Regions from separate parts of the Mus musculus genome. Here region 2 is linked to region 1. A link is a contact called in public HiChIP or PLAC-seq data. All regions are on one chromosome and are shown on one strand. Each heading gives the region's core, a stretch centred on a gene start, on an enhancer-like site or on the middle of the called end of the contact. The rest is flanking DNA. Distances are from core to core; before and after follow the strand shown. Region 1 has its middle 150 kb from the start of Gm52250. Region 2 holds the start of Fgf12 (fibroblast growth factor 12).

Region 1 (5,867 bases), core at 1,606-4,105:
TTACACTACTTAACAGAATGTCTTGTTAGTCACCCACATCTTTTAACTGGAGTGTTTACAAGATACTTATTTGATGGGATTACCAATGTAATTGAATGAAGTTGGACTTGCATTAGGTATTTTATTTGTTTTATGTGTCTTCACTTTGCCTCTTCTTTTTCTGTGCCTTCTTTTAAATTAGTTGACTGTATCATAATTCTATTCAATCTGCCCCCTTTCTATTATTTATAATTTTAATAACATTTTGTATTGGGTGCTTTAAGGGTGACAATATGTATTTAATTCCAGAGCTATCTTCAAACAGTCTTCTGTTTTTTCACACTTTGTCATTGATTGTCTCACTGTAATTCACATTTATTCTGGAGTTTGTTATGCTTTTACTTTGCACAGATATAGACACAAAACAGGTCATTGTAGTTTTTGCTTTCAGTGATTACCTCAAAGTAATTTTGATGAAATAAAAGGTAAAATTCAATATTATTTTCATTTATTTATTTTCAGTTCTTAAACTATTTGTAAATACCCATGAATTATAGTCCTCTTGAAATTCTCTTTTTCATCCTACCAATTGTATCTACCAAAAGTATATTCTAGTTTTTGCTTCTCTAAAAATCTCATTTCATTATTAATCTTAACAAATAATTTTATTTAGTGTAGATCAGTGTTTTGTTAGGCTTTGTTTTTCCCTGTTAGTACATTCAATGTATCAATTGGTTGCTTTTAAGGTTATTTTAATAAAAAAAAAAACACTTTGATGTGAAGTGGAAACTTAAGGGTTCTTTGGGAAGTTGGTTAGATGGTGTTTTGCTGGGGCAAAGACATGAAGGAACATTTACCTGAAGTGGACACAGATGAAAGACTAAGGTAAATTCGTGAAGGAATATTTAGCTGAAGCAGACACAGAAAAAGAATGCTCTGCTAAAGCAAGCGTGTGAAAGGATATGTGATGGAGGATTCTTTTTTAACAACACCTATGTATTGTTCTGTCTTATACTGCATAGTTGAGCTGTATTTGTTGGAACTCCATAGAGAGAAAGAAACACACCAAAAACTTTCTGGTGATGTGTTGCAGTTTCTTGCTGCTTCCTTAGACATGGGCTCATTGGCAGAGTGATGTCAGCTGAGACAGATGCATGTGCTGAGGCAAGAGCAGTGGAGGAAACATGATATTTAGAGGGCATAAAAAGGACTGAATGGACTGTGTTGGAGACTGAGCTAAGCTTACTTATAGAGCTAGTTATACAAGGCCTGTTGGTATCTCATCTTCACTGATCTTCAATTCCTTGAGAGAGGTATAGCCAAGAACTTCTCCTGGTGTTCCTCCTGGTTTCTCCTGCTGACTCCAGCCTTAGCTCAGGCATGACTGTCTCTGCTAGGTCTTGCCACCACTGCAGATGTGTGTGTGCTATCCAAACTCTACCTAACTGGGTCACTTGTGTATCCATGGAATGTTTGCAAGTAGATCAGGCTGCTGCTGCTAACCTGTGAACTAAACTGCCAATTTCCAGACAACACAGAATGGAATTGCCACAAAGAATCTTTCTAAACAGGTCCATTTCCATCATATCCTTTCTTTTCCACTACCTCTGCTGGGTGGTGGGCTACATGGGAAGTTAAAGTATTTAACAACCTTCATTAGCGCATGCCTTTAATCCCAGCACTTGGGAGGCAGAGGCAGGTGGATTTCTGAGTTCGAGGCCATCCTGGTCTACAAAGTGAGTTCCAGGACAGCCAAGGCTATACAGAGAAACCCTGTCTTGAAAAACCAAAAATTAGGTTTTGAAAAAATTAAAGTTACACTAATGTCTAATTCTTCCTTTGCTTTGCTCCCAACCCTCCCCTCCCCTGCCCCTCTCCCTCCCCCTTCTATCTTTTCCTTTCTTTTGATTCAGGTCTCATGTGTCTCTGGTTGTCCCCATGTCACTGTGTAGCAGATATCAGCCCAGAATTTCCCATCCCACTTTCTCTAATTCCCATGTGTAACACCACACCTGATTAATAAAGAACTGGGGCTCAAACTCAGGACTTCATGCATGCTAGGCCAACATTCTATTGACCAAGCTACATCTCTCAGCTCCTCATCTTCGCTTCTTATTGTACTGCATATCTTTTGTCTCCAATTACTTTCTGGATTTCTCTATGTTGCTTTTTGCTTTTCACCATGGAAACTAAACACACCAGTGTGTGTTTAGTATCATTCCTCCCATAGGTGGGCCTCACTGAGGAGCTATCTCTAGATGTTCATCTTTCCATATCTACAGATATGGAAAGATATCTACAGATATCTTCAGAGCTAGCTGAAGTGGAGGGAAGCCTCTCTCAAGAAAGTACTCAACTCTATCCCGGGGATTTGGATGTGTGACCTTCTCAGTGTTCCAACTACTCTCAGTGCAGAGTTCTGAGCGAAGCATGCAGTTAATCCCTGTTAGAGTCACACACATTAATTAAAATGGTCCTTAGTATTTTCTGTCTGGCATGAATCCCCACTGTATTTAGTATTGATGAGACACCGGGCTCTGTAATTAGATCTGAGAAATGTCACTAGGAGGTATTTAGCAGGGGCGATCCTTTTCCTCTGGCTGTCACTTAAGATGTTGGTAGCTTCAGGAATGGAGACAGCAGGGAATGACCGTGTGGGAAAGGAACAGTTTCCTTTGTGCTAATACACTTCTGAGTCAGGCAGATCCAGGAGTCCCTTTGCTTTGTGAATTCAGTAATTAGCTGTTTACAGACTTAGCAACTGGCAAGGTCACTCTGACCTTCCTTGAGACTAACCGTTCTGTTAGGAAGCCTATTTACTGTGTTCTTGCTGCTCAGCTAATGTGGTTTCTGGGGTTTATGGGAATCCTGCCATGTTCATAAGATTGTTCACATTTGCTTTGCATTCAGGTATAAATGGATATGCAGCTAGCATAATTCACATGCATAATCCATAAACATTTACTTCAAGGAGTGCACAAGGTTTTCTTTCTCAGTAAATGGCTTTTTTAAGAACTCAAGTGGGTTGTTAAAAGCAGAAAATTTAAAATTAGCATTTCAAATAATGACATCTTCCATGTTCAGTTTTACATCCTAAGACATTTTGTTAAAGTAGAGAACCCTTTCTGAAATCATTTTAGTGAGGCATAGATTTGATGCTCTCCCTTCTGCTTTCCTATTGATGATTTCCCCAGTCTGATTAAGACTGGAGATTAATAGATATGAATGTAATTACCAAATAAAAATCCAAGGGCCTCTCTTGTAGTCAATTAGCCCTTGATTGGCTTTCTCAAAATAATTTTTCCAGTTATTATATTGAACAGTGAATACTTTCAACTTACATCTAGATTTACAGTGGAAGTCAGATATATCAAAGAATGAATTGAGCATGTTCACATGGTTTTTATTATTTATTTCTTTATTTCCAAGTCAGGGTTTCTTTCTTTCTTTTTTTGTTGCATCTTTTCTTTATTTAAATGTCAAATGATATTCCCTCTCCCAGTTTCCCATCAGGAAACCTCTATTCCCCTCCCCCTGCTTCTATGGGGGTGCTCCCCCACCCACCCGCCCACTGGTACCTCACTGCCCTGGCATTCCCCTACACTAGGGCATCACAGAACCAAGGGCCTCTTTTCCCATTGATGTCCAACAAGGCCATCCTCTGCTACATATGCAGTTGGAGCCATGGGTCCCTCCATGTGTACTCTTTGGTTGATGGTTTAGTCCCTGGTAGCTCTGGGGGACCTGGTTGATTGATATTGTTCTTCCTATAGGGTTGCAAACCCCTTCAGCTTCTTCAGTCCTTTCTCTAATTCCTCCTTTGGGGTCCCTATGCTCAGTCCAATGGTTGAGTGCGAGAAACCATTATATTTGTCAGGCCCTGGCAGAACTTCTCAGGGGATAGCTATATCAGGTTCCTGTCAGCAAGCACTCAAGACAGGATTTCTTCGTGGCTGCTCTATAACTTGCTCTGCAGACCAGGCTGGCCTTGAACTCACAGAGATCCACCTGCCTCTGCCTCTTGAGTGCTGGGGTCAAAGGCATTTACCACCACTGTCTGACTCACATATTTATTTTATATAAGTGAATTATATGAGAAATTGAAATTTGTATGTCTTTGTCTAGATAAAAACTTGAAGAATGATGTAGATAAGTCTGAGCCTCATGACAAGGCTGCTCTGGCACAGCCTGTGAGTCCTCCCTGGCATTAGTCGTCTAGTCCTTTGCATGCCCGAGTCTTGGTTGTTTTAGCTCAAGTGCTCCTACACGGTAAGATGACATTTGACTTCTCTACCCTTCTTTCTAAGGAGATTGAATCTCTCATATTTCACAAAGATGGGCTCTTTTGTGAGCCTTGGCCTCTCAAGACAGTCAATCTATTAACCCTCCCTTCTGCTTTAGCATTTCCTCCACTCCTGCTGGCTTCTTTCCCATGACCTTCTTGTCTACATCAGATTCAGTCAAAACAGTGTCTGCTTCCTTGTAACCTAGCCACTGTTTTGAGATCAAAAGATTTTTAAACATTGTATTTGTTTTACTTTATGTGTGTGTATGAGTAGCCTCTTTGCATACATGTGCACCACTTACATGCCTGGTGCCCAAGGAAGTCAGAAGAGGCTATTGGATCTCTCAAAAATGGAGTTACAGGCATTTTGAGCTTCTTGATGTGGGTTCTAAGGGCCTGAATTCCAGTCTTCTGGGACAGGAACAAGTGTCCTCAACCACTTAGACCTTTCTTTGGCCATTTAGTTTACATCTTTCTAAGTTAAATAAGTTGTAGGTTTTAAAAGTAGATTTATTTTTATCTATGCTTATGCATGTGACTAAACTTAGGTCACTTGTGTGCACGTGTCATCATCAGCCCTAAGAGAGCATAAGAATTCTTAGAGCTGGATTTGCAGATGGCTGTGAGATGCCCAACATGGATGCTGGGAACTGGAATCAAGTCCTTTTGAAGTGCCTCAAGTGTTCTTAACCACCGAACCATCAACCATCTCTCTAGCCATAGTAAGTTTCAGGTTCAAAGAGTCACTAATTCCACCACAATATTAAGACTGTCAGCAGTCCCCAACCTCTTTCTCATTTCCCTCTTTTCAAGATGCACTAACTTTGAAGCAATTCATTTCTTCCCAACAGTTTTTCTTTAAACACTAAAATTTATTTTGACAGTTTCACTTATAATGAGTTTTAGTGCTGCATGTCTATCCCCTGTTGTATTTTTGCTCTACTATGTTCATAATTTTATACTGTCTTTATTATGAATCCTTCCACATTGTAGTACTATGATTCTGCTGATTTGTGAGTGGAACATATAAGAATGTGTTGCTGAAGGATAGAAAACAGTAGAATGTTGTAAGCTGACCTCAATGGGCCATTCTGGTAGAATGTTACAAGACTATAATTCTGAGAGAAATTCACTTACTGACTGCTCATCTTGTGAGGTGTTATAGAGGAATGAGTTATTTATTTATTTATTTATTTACATCTCAAACTCTGCTTCCACTCCTAGTTCTTCCCTCACAGAGTTCCTCCCCCCATCCCCACTCTCCTTCTCTTCTAAGAGGATGGGGCCCCATGGATAACCCTCTATCCTGGCACATTAAGTCTCTGGCAGATTAGGCAAGTCCTCTTGTTCTAAGGCCAGACAGGGCAGCCATGAAAACTGTGTTGCCTGTCTGCTACATGTGTGCTGAGAGACCTTGTTCCAATATGTGTAAGTTCTTTGATTAGTGGTTCAGAGTCTGAGAACGTCCAGGGGTCCAGGTCTGTTAATTCTGCTAGTCTTCTTGTGCGATAGTCATCTACTTCAGGTCCTTCAATCCTTCCCCCAACTCTTCCATAAGTGTTACTGACCTCTGTCTAATGTTGGGCTGTGGATCTCTGCTGCA
Region 2 (5,867 bases), core at 956-3,455, 360 kb before region 1:
TCAAATTCCAGGAATGAATCCATCATCCCTGTCCAGGCAAACTGAACAGCTGCAAGGCTTGTGCTCTCCCCATTGGCCATTGAGAGCCCCCTCCCCTCTACTGTCTGTCACACCAGCCCCTGTCTGCCAGTCTTTGCCAGTAGTCAGTTAGGCCATACATTTGATCCTGGGCAATGTTGGCTTGTCAGACTCACACACCTCTGTCCTTCTCCTTGCCCAGTAAATCTCAAGTAGGCCAGCAAATTTGTACTCACATTTAGACCTGCATTCCTAGCGAGTCTGGCCCCGAGTCTGGCCCCATTTTTAGCAGTCTGCAGGATGGTTTCTTCCCCAACATCGTAGAAAATTCCTAGTATATACCTATCTCTGTTTGGAAATCACAGGGTGAAGAGAGGGTAGTGCTATTTGAAGTCTAGTTGAAGAGAAAAAACCCAACATGACTAAAGGCCACTCCCAGATCATAGCTTGAACCAAGGGGGAATATAGGTTTTCAGAATCTCTAATGCTGGGTTTTCTTGGACGACTTCTGTTTCTCTATCAGGAGCATGGCAAGCATTTCTGAAGACAAGAATGTGCTCCAATGCTGTAGTTCACTGTCCTTGCTTGTAACTGTAACCCCATTCACTCTCAAGGCAGGTTGCCCACAAGACCTTTCTAGGCATAGAGTCTCCTTTCTAGCTTTCCAGACAGTAATAAGATATCTAGGTCCCAAAGAGATGGACACACACTTTCCTGTTCCAAAATGTGATGGCGGTGGGGGTGTGTGTGCAGTATGGGAGACCGGGAGGTCATTGCTACTTTATCCAGTGTGCACTTCCTTCCTGGAGAATGCTACATGCTTCTGGTCACTGGCGAGGGGGCAGATGGCACCTCTGTTTCCTGCACCATTCTCTTCTCTGCTCACCCAGGGTCCTTCAACAAGCCAGTGGATGTGTGTGCTTCTCTTGGGGGTGGGGGGTGGGGTGGGTAGGGACTGGACACAGCAGACCCAGGCTGCAGTTCCCTCACTCTGCCTCTGTGAATTTCTCATCCAAACCTCAATCACGTAGGATTGCGTAGAGAGGAGAAAAGGGGAGAGACAGAGACAGAGAGGGGGGAGAAGGGTGTCGGGGGGGGGGGTGGAGGAAGGAGAGAGTCTGGGAGCAGTGGGCGCGAGAAAAGGGAGCAAGACTCAAGCGCGGCTCTTTCCAGCTCTCCACAAGCCCAGCCCCTAATTCAGTCCCACCAGGAAAGCTTCCCAGCTCCTTAAGAGCCAGAGTAACTCCAACCTCTGCTTGCTCCCTGTCCCACTCGCCTTCTCAGAGGCTGCTGTCGGCTCTGCCTGGAGTTTCCTGCGGAGCTAGCGCTTTGGGGGAGACAGCCCGCGGCGGCGCCCCGAGCTTCTGCCCATGAATGGGACTCCGCCCTGAGCGCCCCCTCCCGGTCTAGGGGAGGCGGCGGGGGGCGCCCCGCGATCCCGCGGCTCCCAGCCGCCGCCAGCGCAGCAAGTTGGGCTAGTTGGTGGCCGCCGGCACCTGCCTCCTGTCCCCGGCCCCAGAGTCCGCTCCCGGCCCGGGGAGTCCAGGTGGCACGCGCGGCTACCTCCCGCAGTCTCCCAGGGCGGCCTAGGGAACCTGCCTGCGCCCGGGCACCAGACCATGGTGGGCAGCTGCGACCCAGAGCCGCAGCCGCCGCGAGCCGACGTCGCCCTCCACCAGCCCCCGCCCCACCCGAGCGGACGCGCGGGGGCTCGCAGCGCGCGGTCACTTCCTTCCACGGCCGGGATGGGCGGCGCGGGACCGAGCGAGCGGCCCAGCGGCGGCCGGGTAACCCCTATCTGAGCTGCGGCCGGGAGCTGTCGACCGCCGGGGCGTGTGAGCCTGGGGTCCCGGAGGCGCGGCGATGACCTGATCCCAAGTCCGCCAGGGCGCCCGTCCCTCGCTGCCCAGGTCGCTCGGAGCCTGTGCGGAGACCGGCTTGGTGCGGCGGCTCGGGCGCACGGTGGCAGGGAGCTCCGGTGAAAGGCGTGTGGGCGCCGAGCTGGGGAGGACACCTTCGGCAGCTTTGCCTTTGGAGGGGCTTCTGTAAACTACTGAGTCATTCCAGATTTAGGATTTCCTAAATAATCACCAACTGTGCCCGTCTCATGCCGGAACGCAGGCAGTGAGAGCGGGAGCGCCTGCTCTCGGGACCCCGCGGATCCCCGGGGTGCTTGGCCCTCGAGGATCTCCCTCTCTCCCTCCCCCTCCCTCGTCTCCCGCTCTCTTTGCAGTGCTGCTGGAGGAGAGGCGCGCTCACCGCAGCTGGAAACAGCTGCACCCCCCCTCCCGCCCCGCCCCGCGCCCCTACCCCGAGTCTGGTTAACCGCTCCCACTTCTCGCCTCTTGGAATTCTAGAAGTGGGGGTGCCGGCCCCCGGAGAACCGCAGCCGGTGCGATGCATTTCGTAGACCTCACCCAGCTGGGACGGACCTCCTAATCTTCAGAACCGCGGGCCACAGGGAGTTAAATTGCTGCCTTCCTCTTCTCTGTCGCGGTTGGTGGTTCGTTTTCTAAAGGAACGTTTTATTCACTTTTTACTATATATATTTTTAAGCTGGGGGCTCGCTTCTAGCCTCGGTCCAGACTCTGCCTTGTAAACGGGTTTCTATGTATATATGTGTAGGTATACTTTGGACACCTTACAACGCTTGCGCCTCTCCAACCGGGGCACAGCTTGTTATTTTGGACATCTTTTCCCCCCTTTCCACTTGGTACCCTGAACGCAGTGTGACCAAACTCCCTACTGCCCTTTGGACGTGGATCGCTTTGGGGTGCAAGTTTGGGGTGCAAACGTCTACTTCGCAAGAAGGCCTGGGACCGCCCCGCCCCCGCCGCCAGTGGTTGGGGAAGTTTACATCCGGATTTTCACACGTTTTGTTGCCACTGCCCAGACTCTGACTAACCTTGTGGGCTCCAGGTTTTCGATACTGCAACCTCCTCAAATATTAGCACTGCCTCCCCGCGCCTGTCCTATTCCTCCAGGCCCCCGAGGTCCTGCCCTCATCCCGGCGGAGCAGGAACCCGAGGGCGCAGTGGAGCCCGGGGCCTCGGGCCCGCGCTGAGCAGCTATGGCTGCGGCGATAGCCAGCTCCTTGATCCGGCAGAAGCGGCAGGCGAGGGAGTCCAACAGCGACCGGGTGTCGGCCTCCAAGCGCCGCTCCAGCCCCAGCAAAGACGGGCGCTCCCTGTGTGAGAGGCACGTCCTCGGGGTGTTCAGCAAAGTGCGCTTCTGCAGCGGCCGCAAGAGGCCAGTGAGGCGGAGACCAGGTTAGTAGCAGTCAAATCAGTGGGCTCCCCAGAGGCTGACGCCCCCCATCCCCTTCCTTCAAAGCTTCTGGGAATTGCTCATGGATGGGAATCAGAATTCCTTTCTTCCATGCTGGCCCACCTTCTTTCAACAACCCTGTGTCAGTTAATAGCTTGTCCCATATTCGGGAAAACACTTTCTGCTTTCATCCACCGACAGTCTAGTATGAGGGTCACTTGTATAGGTGCATCTGGGTTCCTTTATCTGGTAAAGCCCTGGAGGGCACTAGTTCGTTCGATTGTTCGTTCTTTCATTCATCCATTCATTCACGCGCCACCCATTGTTCTACCCACCCCTCCATCTACCTACAGAGTAGTCATACTACCTACGGAGAGTATGAAAACAAATAAAGGTCTTTATACTCCTCATAACCACATAAGACAGTGATTATGAATTATAATAGATACCAGATGAACTTAATATCATTTGATTTGCTCTGCCTTCAACAAGCACGTGGGTTTTTTGCCTTTTAATACATCTCACTTTCCCAACTTTCCATGTTCTCACATTCATCCACTTCTACACAGAACCCCTTTCTTATTCTTCCAACCAGTTGATAGTTACCATCGGCCTCTTACAAAGTTTACTGTCCACTTACTATTATCTGCATTTCAGCTTTTGAGATACTAAGTCAACACCATGGTATCTGCAGCTTGGTCCCAGGGAGTGTAAAGAAAATTTGACTTATCAGACATTTCTTTGTCACAATCTGAAACTGATTCTGCTTCCGCAGCCTTGGGTTCAAATAGTTCATCATATGTCGTTATTTACAGAAGGAAACTGAGTGCCAGCAAATCACCAGAATCCTTGCTTTTCTCGGGTCCTTGATCCTTTGGGTGTGGCTGCGAGTCACTTGCAATCTGAGACAGCCTCAGTCCTGATAGCTGAAGTATAAAGATGGGTTGAGGAAGGAGCCTCTCCTGGCATGAGTTGACTACCTTAAGCCTGTTAGCAACTCCAACTCTGCTGTTCTCTTTGAGTTCCACACACTCAAGTGTGTAGGTTAGATTCAAGTGGGACTCAGAGTAAGCTACGATTTTGAGAGTAAGCCTTGGGAGGGAAAGACACTTTACTTTATTTTCCCTTAACGTTTCGTGGCATTTGTCACCTTAGTCACCCCCTTGGTGGCTCATTTTCATAGTCTCTGATGGCTGCAAAGCTGCAGACTCCGGGAGTAAACAAAACTCATGTTGATCTGGATTCACAAGCTGTTGAAGTCTTTCCTTCTTACACCCAGTTAATAATGCCTTTATGTCTGGCAAAGTGAAGCTCAAAGCTAAAGAATTATCTCAGCATACTGACTATTCTTTTTAAAGGGAAATATAAATCCTTCACTCCATTGAATGGGATCCTTTGGGACCCTCCTCTTAGGGCTTATGTAGTCTGCAAGGAACTCCAAGACCCCAAACCCAATGTGACTCGCATACTCAGTCCCTAGAGTAGTTGTTACATTGTGTTTAGGATAGTGATGTCATATTTATGGGTGATCCTACTCAGCCTTCTCAGATAACAAGACAGCAAAAGTATGAAGCTGGTCTGGTCATAACTCTGAATGGATGAGATAAACTCATATGTTTGTGGAAGTTTACATGACTTCGTTTTTCCTCGGGAAGGAGGAACTGTGTATTGTTTCCTGAGGCCATTTCCTTAGTGTCGTATTAGAAAACAGGGGATTATCTGGGTTTATTGTTTCCTTTGGTGATTATTTAATATGCTTCTCTTGTTCACACACTCAATGCTCATCTTCAGGATCCTAAATGGTAACTTCTTTTAGCTAAAGTGTCACATGATGACCAAACAGAAAGATAGTAGGAGTTGCTAAGGCATTCCTAGTACAAGGACACCAAGAGTGAATTCCTATATGGAAAAGCTTCAGTCTATTCCAACGCTTACTTAGTTCTGAAGAACAGGGGTGTGGGGCGTGGAAAAGCTTTTAGGGAAGACGATAGTTGTGCTATTAATGTTACTAAAAAAGCCAAATAATTAATCTGTTGATTTTATGTCAGCAAACATGATTCACATAGCATGACATGAGGCTATTTATAGAGAGATAGCACCTTCCACATTTCAATTCCGCAGAGGATTCTTTAGTGGATTGAGGGGAAATTGCTCAACACGAAAAGAGGTGATCTGTTTCCTGTTTTGTAACTACTTTGATTCTCATAGTCACCTAATATTTGAGTTATTTTTCAAAAACCATTCATACTCCAAGCCACAGCCTTCGGGACTGCAAACTGAGCCATAAATGGGAACAGGTTGAAGGGGAATAACTTGCCGTAGTAAGGGATTTCTGCCCCGAGACACACACTCCAGTGATCAGACTTTCTAGGAGAGTTCTGCTGAGGCAGTGAGTGTAAACTAGCTATGGAGTGGGAAAGGCCTTGGTGGTGGTTCTGATTTCAGGGCAGACACAACGAGCATCTCTCAGTCTCTTTTCTTAGCTCACTGAGTTCTAGAGCCTCACAAACACATCACAAATCTGAGAATACTCACACTATAAAATTCTGCTTTCAAAAGCACAGAAACACAAAATGAACACA

Evidence for each region. HiChIP or PLAC-seq counts read pairs in DNA pulled down with a chosen protein or histone mark.
Region 2: an H3K4me3 HiChIP or PLAC-seq map of forebrain shows a contact between it and region 1, with 4 times the contacts expected there. The contact joins the promoter of Fgf12 here to the enhancer-like site in region 1. A contact is called at or near these places in 1 of 484 Hi-C or Micro-C datasets (nephron progenitors) and 7 of 115 datasets of contacts at active chromatin or transcription factors (astrocytes, embryonic forebrain, embryonic midbrain and 4 more).

What each region holds. Positions count from the first base shown.
Region 1 is chr16:28,086,474-28,092,340 of GRCm38.p6, reverse strand. No RefSeq gene overlaps it. Among named protein-coding and RNA genes, the nearest start is that of Gm52250, 150 kb to the left of the region's middle. Within about 2 kb of position 2,855, at least 13 of the 459 cell types and tissues checked have an H3K27ac peak or open chromatin away from gene starts, as enhancers often do. A contact at or near this core is called in embryonic forebrain and forebrain, where this site is marked.
Region 2 is chr16:28,442,413-28,448,279 of GRCm38.p6, reverse strand. It overlaps Fgf12 (fibroblast growth factor 12), which reads left to right and starts at 2,205. Exons shown (of 5, transcript NM_183064.5): 1 at 2,205-3,287. The coding sequence starts at 3,089.